2 separate regions of the Danio rerio genome follow, and region 2 is linked to region 1. The links are chromatin contacts, called in public Hi-C maps. All regions are on one chromosome and are shown on one strand. Each heading gives the region's core, a stretch centred on a gene start, on an enhancer-like site or on the middle of the called end of the contact. The rest is flanking DNA. Distances are from core to core; before and after follow the strand shown.

What was found. A called contact is a pair of places that touch in the nucleus more often than the background predicts.
Region 2: a contact with region 1 is called in a Hi-C map of hematopoietic stem cells, with 4 times the contacts expected there. The contact joins the promoter of slc25a16 here to the promoter of vdac2 in region 1. A contact is called at or near these places in 2 of 18 Hi-C or Micro-C datasets (caudal fin and hematopoietic stem cells).

Annotation. Positions count from the first base shown.
Region 1 is chr13:19,712,574-19,717,646 of GRCz12tu, reverse strand. vdac2 (voltage-dependent anion channel 2) reads left to right here and starts at 2,734. Exons shown (of 9, transcript NM_199585.3): 1 at 2,734-2,945.
Region 2 is chr13:20,177,376-20,182,822 of GRCz12tu, reverse strand. slc25a16 (solute carrier family 25 member 16) reads left to right here and starts at 3,548. Exons shown (of 10, transcript NM_205549.1): 1 at 3,548-3,629; 2 at 4,899-5,038. The coding sequence starts at 4,942. tet1 (tet methylcytosine dioxygenase 1) reads right to left here and starts at 1,888. Exons shown (of 12, transcript XM_068218728.2): 1 at 1,628-1,888.

The DNA of each region.
Region 1 (5,073 bases), core at 1,485-3,984:
AGTTATAAAGTAGCGTACTGACACCTAGTGGCCAAATGCCATTACAAATAATGAATTTAAAAGAAAGATCTGTGATACCTATATATGCTGAGCATTTTATAACTGCATTTTAGTGACATTTTAAGCACTATTTTCAGCTGGATTTGCACCACACTTTTTGATACGCCAACATTTTTTCCTAAAGATTTAGAATAAAGAAATATGAATAAATACTTATTTTTAAAATACAATTTTATTATTTTATTATAAAACAAAAATCTGTTAAAGTTTTTAATTAAAAACTGTAGCTCATTTATTAGGCAAATAACAAACTAGCCAGCACATTCAACTTTCCTCAGTCACAATTTGGCCATTTGAAAAAAAAAATGTAAACAATAATAATAATGATGATGATGATAATAATAATGATAATATTAATAATATGGCAACACGGTGGTGCAGTGAGTAGCGCTCTCGCCTCACAACAAAAAGGTCGCTGGTTCGAGCCTCGGCTGGGTCACATGGCATATCTGTGTGGAGTTTGCATGTTCGCGCAGGTTTCTTCCGGGTGCTCCGGTTTACCCCACAAGTTTAAAGACTAAAGATGCGCTATAAGTGAACTGGGTAAGCTAAAATTGTCTTCAGTTTGTGTGAATGGAAGAGTATGGGTGTTTCCCAGTGATGAGTTGCAGCTGGAAGGGCATCCGTTGCGTAAAACATATATGCTGGATAAGTTGGCGGTTCATTCTGCTGTGGTGACCCCAGATTAATAAAGGGACTAAGCCAAAAAGAAAATGATTGAATGAACGAATAATAATAATGTAGAGCTTCACTATTTTTGCCTCTGTTGTAGGCCTACATTTGAAAATTCATGGATAACAAGAGCCAAATTAGTATTCATATTCATTTTAATTTGGGCCGCTTTTGGTGCTTCACACCTTTTTATCAGTCATTTTGTTTCAAGAATAAGGTCCTAAATTTTTTCTCCATTTCTAAGCAATACATAGCGAAAGATGACTTCACTTACATCAGATTGTGTGTTTTCTGGCATAGGATGTTGGACTCATGAAAAATAATTGTTTGCATTGGCCAAAGCTTAGCTGATTAGACGAGAGGGTGCTCGCTGCAGAGCCATTTGAGGAGAGGTGAGCTCCAGAGAGGGGGAGCATGAGCTGTCGCTCCTCCTCCTGTAAGCTGTTTTAATGCGTACACCAACCCCACCCCTAACCCTACCCCCAGTGACATCACTCGTAGAAGAAGTGCAAAAAAGGTGGAGCTCAAGCTTAAGCTCCCCCTCTCTGGAGCTCACCTCTCCTCAAATGGCTCTGCAGCGAGCACCACTTGGATTAGACAGCCAACAGAGGATTCTGCTTGGTCTCAATGCCTTTTTCTATGGGATATTTCAATATTTATGATAACATAGTAGTCAAACTCCCACATGAGGACAAATGAGCTCATGTGGGACAAATTCTGGACCTTTGTCAGTGAGGGGTGGGTCTTCCGAACCCCATCACCCCCTGGCTACGGGCCTGTTTTTATTTAACTGCACTATAGCAATAGACAATAAACAGTAGGTGACTACTGCTACTACTATTACTAATTTACAAATGTTTGAGTCATGAGTTTTGCGAAAACTACATCACTTTACAATATTGTTCCAGTAGTCAACTACTTTAGTTATCATTCAAGTACATGTGAATAATGTATTAGTAAATATAATTTAATACAACTGAGGCAGTTAACAGCCTTTCAAGAGTGTTTCAATGGCATACCTTTTAACTACTTCAGTTACCATTCAAGTAAATTTGAATAATGTATTAGTGAACATATTATAGTGTATTAGTGAAATTGAGCCAGTAAACAGCCTTTCAAGAGTGTTTCAATGGATGGTGTACCTTTTACACCATATGATGTAAAAACAACATACAAAAATCAAAGCTAATAGTGAAACTAAAATTTAAACTAATTAAATAAATAGTAAATATACAAATTAAAAAGCTATTTTGCATTAAGTTAACAAAATAACATCTTTTTATTTAACTGCAATATAAAAATTACAGAAGGTAACTACTGCTGCTACTTTTAATAATTTACAAGTGTTTATGAGTCTTAGGTTTTGTCAAAACTAATACACTTTACAATATCTTCCATTTGTTTACTACTTCAGTGATCATTAAAGTACTTATGAGTAATGTGTTAGTAAATATAATTGAATAGAACTGAGCCATTAAACTTGAAAATGGATGGTGTACCTTTTACACCATGATGTAGTCAACGTACAGAAATCAAAGCTAAATGTGAAACTGAAACTTAAACTGAATAAACAAAAAGTACAGATAAAAAATTAAAGTTAATTTTGCTTATGTTAATGAAATAACATCTTTTATTGAACTACAATATAACAATTACAGTAGGCAACTACTGCTACTACGCCAACTAATTTACAAATGTTTGAGTCATGAGCTTTGTCAAAACTGTAACACTTTTCATTATTGTTCCATTAGTTAACTACCTCAGTTACCATTAAAGTACATATTAATAGTGTATTAGTAAATATCATAAATGAGTAAAAATAATTTAATAGAACCGAGCCAGTAAACAGTCTTTTTACTAATGTTTCAATGGCGTACCTTTTACACTATATGATGTAAATTCAATGTAATAGCCCTTGTCTAAAAAATAACTGAGTCACAGGACATGCAGTATATTGGCGACTTAAATTGACGTACAGTAGCATGTCGCAATACCGCGCAAGCCACACATCTGTTCCTGGCCGTTAGCAATTACCGTCAGGCAGAGGTGAGGACAGCCCGGGGTCCTTGAGCGGGAGGCTGTCGGCACGGGTGTGTTACATTACAGTCTCCTTCAGTTCGCCCTCCAACTGGCCAGACCCTCCACATTGGCTCAGCGCTGGGAATAACTTCAGCAGCCGCGTTTCAATAACCGCACTCCACTCCTTTTAACAGGTAAGTCGCCGAGAGGAGCGGGAATCATATGTGGCTGAATTGAAAGCGTCGGAGACGTTAATTCGCAAGCTTTCTACTTCGTGTTAGCTAGCGCATTAGCACGCGTTAGCTGAGCTTGCTCGATATCTCTCTCTCTCACACACACGGTCTGTCTTACTGTAACGACCGGAGAGAAACAGATGAGCCTGTGATCGGTCATAGCGTGACATTAGCACAGCTCAGCAGCTTTACAGTCTAATCTATAGTGTAGCTTTAATTCAGATCAGTGCGGCTCCTGCTGACTTCTCTTGCATCCGAGCAGCACCAAAAATGCGTGACCTGAGTCACTCTCATCATATTTTGCAGCTCCTTTTCTTCACTTTTTGTTTGATTTAATTACAGTTAGTGTTGTACATCCCTCTGGTCCAGTCTTGCATGTGGCCTTCAGAAGCTTTCCTGCGGCTGCGTTAAATTGGGTAGTAAATCCGCAGTTCGCCTTGCCCTTACTTTGCCCTTTATAATAGAGCAGTTCCTGAACTCATCTATTAATTCAGTTTATTATTAGAGGGTAATAATCCTACACAATTTTAATAGGCATTTATGCCAAATTAATAGTATAGTATAATATTTTTTATTACATGTTTAAAGCGCCAAGGAGTATTTAAGTAATTATTTTTGTACTTCCTGAAAAGAAAGATCTGATGGATGGTATGCGCCTGACAAATCTGTGGGACCAGACATTCCTGTTACTCAATGACATTGAGGTAAAGTTGGTTTTATATTAGCACATCCGTACATTATTGAACTGACAACTTGTTACACGGTCCCTGTTAACCATGCTATTTTCAATATTCTAAAATCGCATGCAAGTAAGACTTAAAAACAACATTAGCATCATTTAATTCACTGTGAACAATGTTAAGAGTAATTTGCTGCTAATATGTCTTTCTCTATTTAGGATTTTCAAGTAATACTTTTCTGAAGCTGTACATGTAAATCTAAAACCAACTTTACCTCAATCTCAATGACCTATATGATAAAGGTCACAGGTGAAGCATTTTGCTATATTTAGAATCAGTTATTTACTCTGTTTGAAAAATAAATGTTAGCGTATTCCTATATATTCTAATATTGGTTGTATCTGTATTATTTACAGTCTTCCTGGGTTTGTATTGTAGTTATTTTCTTTCAAAATTTATTGCTAGATGTTTCTTTTATAATTGATTGCATTAAACCAGCCTGGAGATGAGACTAAAAGGTGTAATTACATGTATTTACTAATACACATTTTTTGATTTTTAGCCAAAACATGTTGTGTACCCCAATATAGACAATTTTGTCTGATGTGTAAAGAGAACTTTAACTAGATATTAGATGGACTCCATACAGTTAGCACAACAATCTTATAGGGTTCCCATGAGTCATGAAATTTCTGAAATATGGGATATTACGAGGTCTAATGTTTTATTTATTATTATTATTTTAATGATTTGTTTGCATTTTTTAGAGGTAAAGTTGGTTTTATATTTGGATATTCAAACATTCTCCTTAACTTAATTTCAGAAAAGTATTCATTGCAAATTCTAAATAGGAAAATCATAAAGGCAGCCAATGACTATCAAAGTACAACATTGTTGAGTCAATTACATAGTGTTAATGTTGTTTTTAAGTAATTCTTGCATGCTAATTACGATCGAATATTCAAAGTAACAAGGTAAACAATATAGAGACTTCTAAAAGACAAATGTGCGAATATTAAACCAACTTTACTGGTATCCTTTTTAGTCAGTAAATCCAGGGCAAAGTGAAGGTATTTGAGATTTGACTTGGATTGGGGACCCTGACCTTATCCTTGAAGTCCTTTAAGGACACAAACTCATGTTGCAAATTCTAAAATAATCATGAACATTTAATTATATCTCTTGTAATAGCTCAGTATTTCAGTGGAAGAAAGAAGTCAATACTTATGTAAACTATATGTCATTAGACATGAAATTTCTCTCTGGCATTTAGTGTCCACAGCTCTGAGTTCACTAGAGAAACAGTCTCTTAAGAAGGGTATTTCTCTCAATATTTATTAGAGCTATCAGCTATGGTGAGAAACTGATTTCAAGATTTTATAAATCATTGTTTTCACCTTTGTATAAAT
Region 2 (5,447 bases), core at 2,299-4,798, 460 kb before region 1:
TTAAAGGTTAAGTGCTGACTGACTGATAGGTGCATGATGCGTGAGGCTAGCAAACACGATGTAGCTTTCAGTTATGATTAACAGTTTCCATAATTATACTTTATAGATAAAGGTCTATGGCTCTGCAAATTATGACTTTATCTTGCTGGAGTTTATTGCCATTTCACTTTACTTACGGATGCATTAAACCCCTCTGTAGGTCTATTAGAGACATACATAAATATTCCTAGCAAATCTTATAAATGTTTGAGACATACTTGTTACATGAATGTACAAAACCGCACTTCAGCAGCGTTTATTTGAGAGCGCACAAGAAGATCTGCGCTTGAGCAGCATATATTTGAGGGCGTGCAAGAAGTTAAAAAGAAAAAAGAAAAAAAAAGGCCTGCCGCCACGGCTGGAAAAAATCCTAGAGGAAACACTAAGATGTGTTTGAGCGATTATTTGCAACATCCTTAATTTATTCTCTAAGGAAAGCAGAGATCTCCACTTAAGTGTCATACTAAGAGGGAAAAAGTGCTTTATGCAATGTTAAAGTTACGTTATATAAAGCTTGAAGCATCAGAATTGATATTCGGTATCGCCGATTACCATGAAGAGAAATCGGTATTCAGTATCGGCTCCAAAAATCCTGATCGGAGCATCCCTAGTCTGTACTAGGCATGGGATGATAACAGTTTTCAAGGTATACCACAGTTTGGAAACGTCAAGGTTTTAAAACTGCCATAACGTTCTGTAATACCGTTCCTAAGGAACGTGTATGATTTTTTTATTTACATTTTTTTTAGGACAACATTATCTTCAGCTGAAAAAAATTCCAAAGATGCCATTTTAAATGGTAAAGAAATCTGTTTTTGAAACTAATAAACACAGCAGTAGTCAGAAGTGAATGTTTACTGTTCCAAAATATTATAAATCTTTCAAAATATATATATATTGTTTTCAAAGTGGATTTTTCTTTACCCAGACATTTAAAAAGGATATATTTAGAGCAGTAATTGCAATACGGTGATACAGTGATATTTTTACCCATTTTTATCCTATTAAATATGAAAGTATATGAATATAATTATTATTAAGTACCATGGTTCTTATAGCAAGACATATTCTAACTGCCTGTAGTTACAGGTTCATTGGCTTTGATTGTTTGTTTACATGTCAACCAGAACTCTCCTCAAGTGTTTTGACACCTGCCATGTGTAAAATGTAAACAGAAATTAGGGAATTGTGAAGTGTATTTGTTGTGACAAGTGAATCTAAACACACTCACATAAGTTTACACACTAGTCCTGTCTCAAGTTAAGTAAACTCCCTACTTAAAAGTCATTTTCGTGTGCGTGACAGGCTCGCGCAGAAGTGCGAGTCACGCGCCTACTATGCAAAAAATACTGGTCAAGTAATTTAGGGAACTAACTAGGTTTGCGTCAGCCGTCGTGGCTGACTAATCGCTTAACTAACGTTCACACACATTTCTCTCTACCAATAATTTGTTTCAGTTTCAGTTAGTTTTTTTGCTCCACAAACTTTTAATTGTGATACAAATCAAATAATAAAGAAGAGGGCTTGCATTCTTAGGGTTGCCGTATTGTTATGATCACTTTTTAGGGAGTTGAAATACTTTACATACCGGAGAGACAGATGCACTGTCTGAAGGGCTAATAATATTCCCCGCCTGTACACGACAGATCCTCCAGCATTTCTCTTCGATGGATCTTCGCTAGAAAAGACTGAACAGCGTCTTCATAATATAGCATTAAACTGGTAGACTCGCATGCTGCCACTGTCAGACTAAAGCACCTGATAAAAGGCAAATCTTCTTATGTCAATCCATTGACGGCAGCCCTCAGCCAGACTCGATCTACACTCTCCAGTCAACTTAAGGATATTTAATGGACGTCGGTGTGAGGTGGCGGGAAAACCCGGATTGGATTTCTATTCCAGGGATCATCAGTCTTTACAGCAATCTCTATTATAGCAGGTTTTTAGGCTGCTAACTCACTGCGCTTTCAGCTAACTGCTAAATGTGTTGACCACGACTTGTGATGACGTAAGTTTCATAATGATTGTCGTCACTCGTCTACTTAAATCAACAAGCAAACAGTACACAATATTTGTTTGTAAATGACCTACTTCTAACTTACCTGTGCTGGAACAATGAGGTTAAAAAATGTATACCTGTAAAATGATGATGATGATGATAGTGATAATAATGATTATTATTAGCTGTAGTATTGTTGTTGTCATTATAAAAGTATATATGTTTATAACTCATTTATAAAATAATAATAATAATAATAGTAATAATAATAATAATCAGAAGAAGAATAAAAAGAACACATTCACATTATTATTATTAATGATTAAATCACAATAAATGTATGTTGTATACACATTTATATGAAAATACTTAATCTTAAGTAATATATAATAATAAAATTAATTATTTATTGTAAAAATAAATATGAATAATTATGATAATAATCATAACTATTATTCATTCATTCATTCATTCATTCATTCATTCATTCATTCATTCATTCATTCATTCATTCATTCATTTCCCTTTAGTTTTGTCCCTTTATTTATCAGGGGTCTCCACAGCGGAACTTTATGTGCAAGCCATTACTGGGAAATGTTATTATTATTATCATTATTATTGTTTTCCCAGAGATGGGTTGCAGCTGGAATGGCATACGCTGCGTAAAAACTTGCTGGATAAGTTGGCGGTTCATTCCGCTGTGGCGACCCCGGAATAATAAAGGGACTAAGCCGACAAGACAATGAATGAATGAATTATTATTGTTAATATTATAGTCATGTAATGTCATGTCATTTTCATCCGCTTATCCGGGGCCGGGTTGCCGGGGCAGCAGTCTAATATATATATATATATATATATATATATATATATATATATATATATATATATATATATATATATATATATATATATATATATATAAATATATATATATATATATATATATATATATATATATATATATATATATATATATATAAATGTTATATATATATATATATATATATATATATATATATATATATATATATATTTATATATATATAGGGTAGATTTTCCAACAACAAAAAAACTGCTTGTTTGTAATTGTCAGAATTTTATTTAATTTATACATGATTTTTGTGTTTGTTTTGTTTTTTTATTTTTTTGTACTGCTATTATTATTTGCCTTTTATCATCCTGGCATTATATTGTTTGTTTTATTGTTATTTGTCTGTTGTTTAAAAAATATATTGATGTTTTAATTGATAAATGTTTCTTTACAGACCATAATAATAATAATAAAAAACTGAATGCAAAACAAACAATCGTCCTCCCAAAGATCATCATTTGACCTAAACAAAGACAAAATCACAATACACAGTGCTGAAAAACAAAACCATATCCAAACTATATGTTTATGAGCATTAATCTGTAATGCAGTTTGTATAACATTTAAATCAAGCTAAAAAGCGGCGCCGTGCGTTTGTTGACACGCTATTACGTGTTAATTCTGCGACAGGAAACGAATCAGTGAAGGACACGGTATGGACGAAACTGCCGAAAACACGTGAAAAAGATTATTACTATGCCTTGATGTACATTCAATGTAAGTAAATCCTCTAGTTGTAAAGAACAAAAGACGAATAGTTCTGATAAAGAGCTAATCTTTTGCGCCGTCGTAGAAAATAGCGTTTACGCAGCGGAAACACACGCAGTGTTTTTATTAACAGGAAGAGCTGCAGACAGCTTCAGTCTCAAACAAGACCATATAAGTTGTGTAACCGATGACCTTCATTTTAGCCTGGATTTATTTTTTTTTCTCTCTACAAGCGTTCAGGTTAGATCTGCCGGAATCTTTGCTATTCGTTGCTATGGCTAAAGTTGAGCGTAAAATACATGAGAAGTGTAATCTGTTTATAGTTACACGGCTGGCTGACTCCCATCAATAAGCAACAGTAACCAATGTAACAATGTGCAAGTATTGATGTTCTTTATTCATGAAATTTTCCTTTCAATTATAAGCAAAACAACCAGACTATATTAAAAATGCAATGAAAAGAAGGTCACAAAAATTACCATGCTTTTATCTGACATTTGTGGTATTTTAACGTGCATTAACCAGGTAAAACTGGTCTTATATGCGCACATTCGTTCAATGACAACATGTGACACGCTCCCTATATTGTTTACCCTGGTGCTTTGAATATTTGACTGAAATCACATGTAATTATCTACTAGTCTAGCTACAAAAAGTGTTACTGTAATGGGTATAATAGCTAAAAAAGTGTTACTGTAATGGGTAAAATGGCTAAAAAGTGTTACTGTAATGGGCATAATAGCTAAAAAGTGTTACTCCAATGGGTATAATAGCTAAAAAAGTATTACTGTAATGTCTATAATAGCTAAAAAAGTGTTATTGTAATGGGTATAATAGCTAAAAAAGTGTTACTGAAATGGTTATAATAGCTAAAAAAAAGTGTTACTGTAATGGGTATAAAAATGGAAAAAAAACATTTGTGTATTACTTAAATATGTAAATGTTCAGAGTAAACAAATGTTTCGAAGAATGTTGTCAAAAACAGCCATTGTGCTTTTGTAGTATTTTAATAATTCCTACTATGATGTCAGTGGATGCTATATGTCTTATGAATACCTTGTGTTGTGTTTAACAGAAGAAAAATATTTATTTAGAATGACTTAAACTTTTTTTTTTTTAAGTATTCGTTAAACTTTTCCCAAACCAGGCACTTGTAAAGTGGTAAATTTACAATGGTTTATGACTGATATGACTTTAGTTGTGTGCATAGTCCAGTCTTTGGCAAAGATCTGCTGAGGTGTAACAATACAAATGCTGTTTTTATTTACTACATTCCAGAGTGTGAAGACATGAATGTACTGCAGTCTTGATAGTAGCCATCATGACGACAGAGGCTGTGTCTTCAGGGGCTCGACCTCAGATCCCTGCTCCTGTGCAGAGAGACGGATACTACTGGTTACGCTCTTTCACTGCTGGAGGTGACTTTTCAAACACAGAATACTGATGTACTGAAATCTGTTTGTTCAACTGCAAGTATAGCAGAACTGAAGTTAATGGGATAGTTCACTCAAAAATAAAAATTCTGCCATTATTTACTAGGGATGGGATGATAACCGGTTTCAAGGTTTACTGCGGTTTGGAAATAGCAGGGTTTCAAAACCGCAACAATTTTCTGTTATGCCGTTTTAAATATTTTGTTTTTAATATTATTTCTATTAAAGTGAAACTAAAATACTTTTGTAATTAAAAAATTTTGTAAAATCATTCTGATTCTGGAAGATCATTCAGTGTTGTTGCACCAAAGCTCTGGAACTCTCCCACGCTCACTCCGCATTATCAATAACATTTCTAAGTTTATGTCTCTTCTTAACACACTTCTTTTCTGAA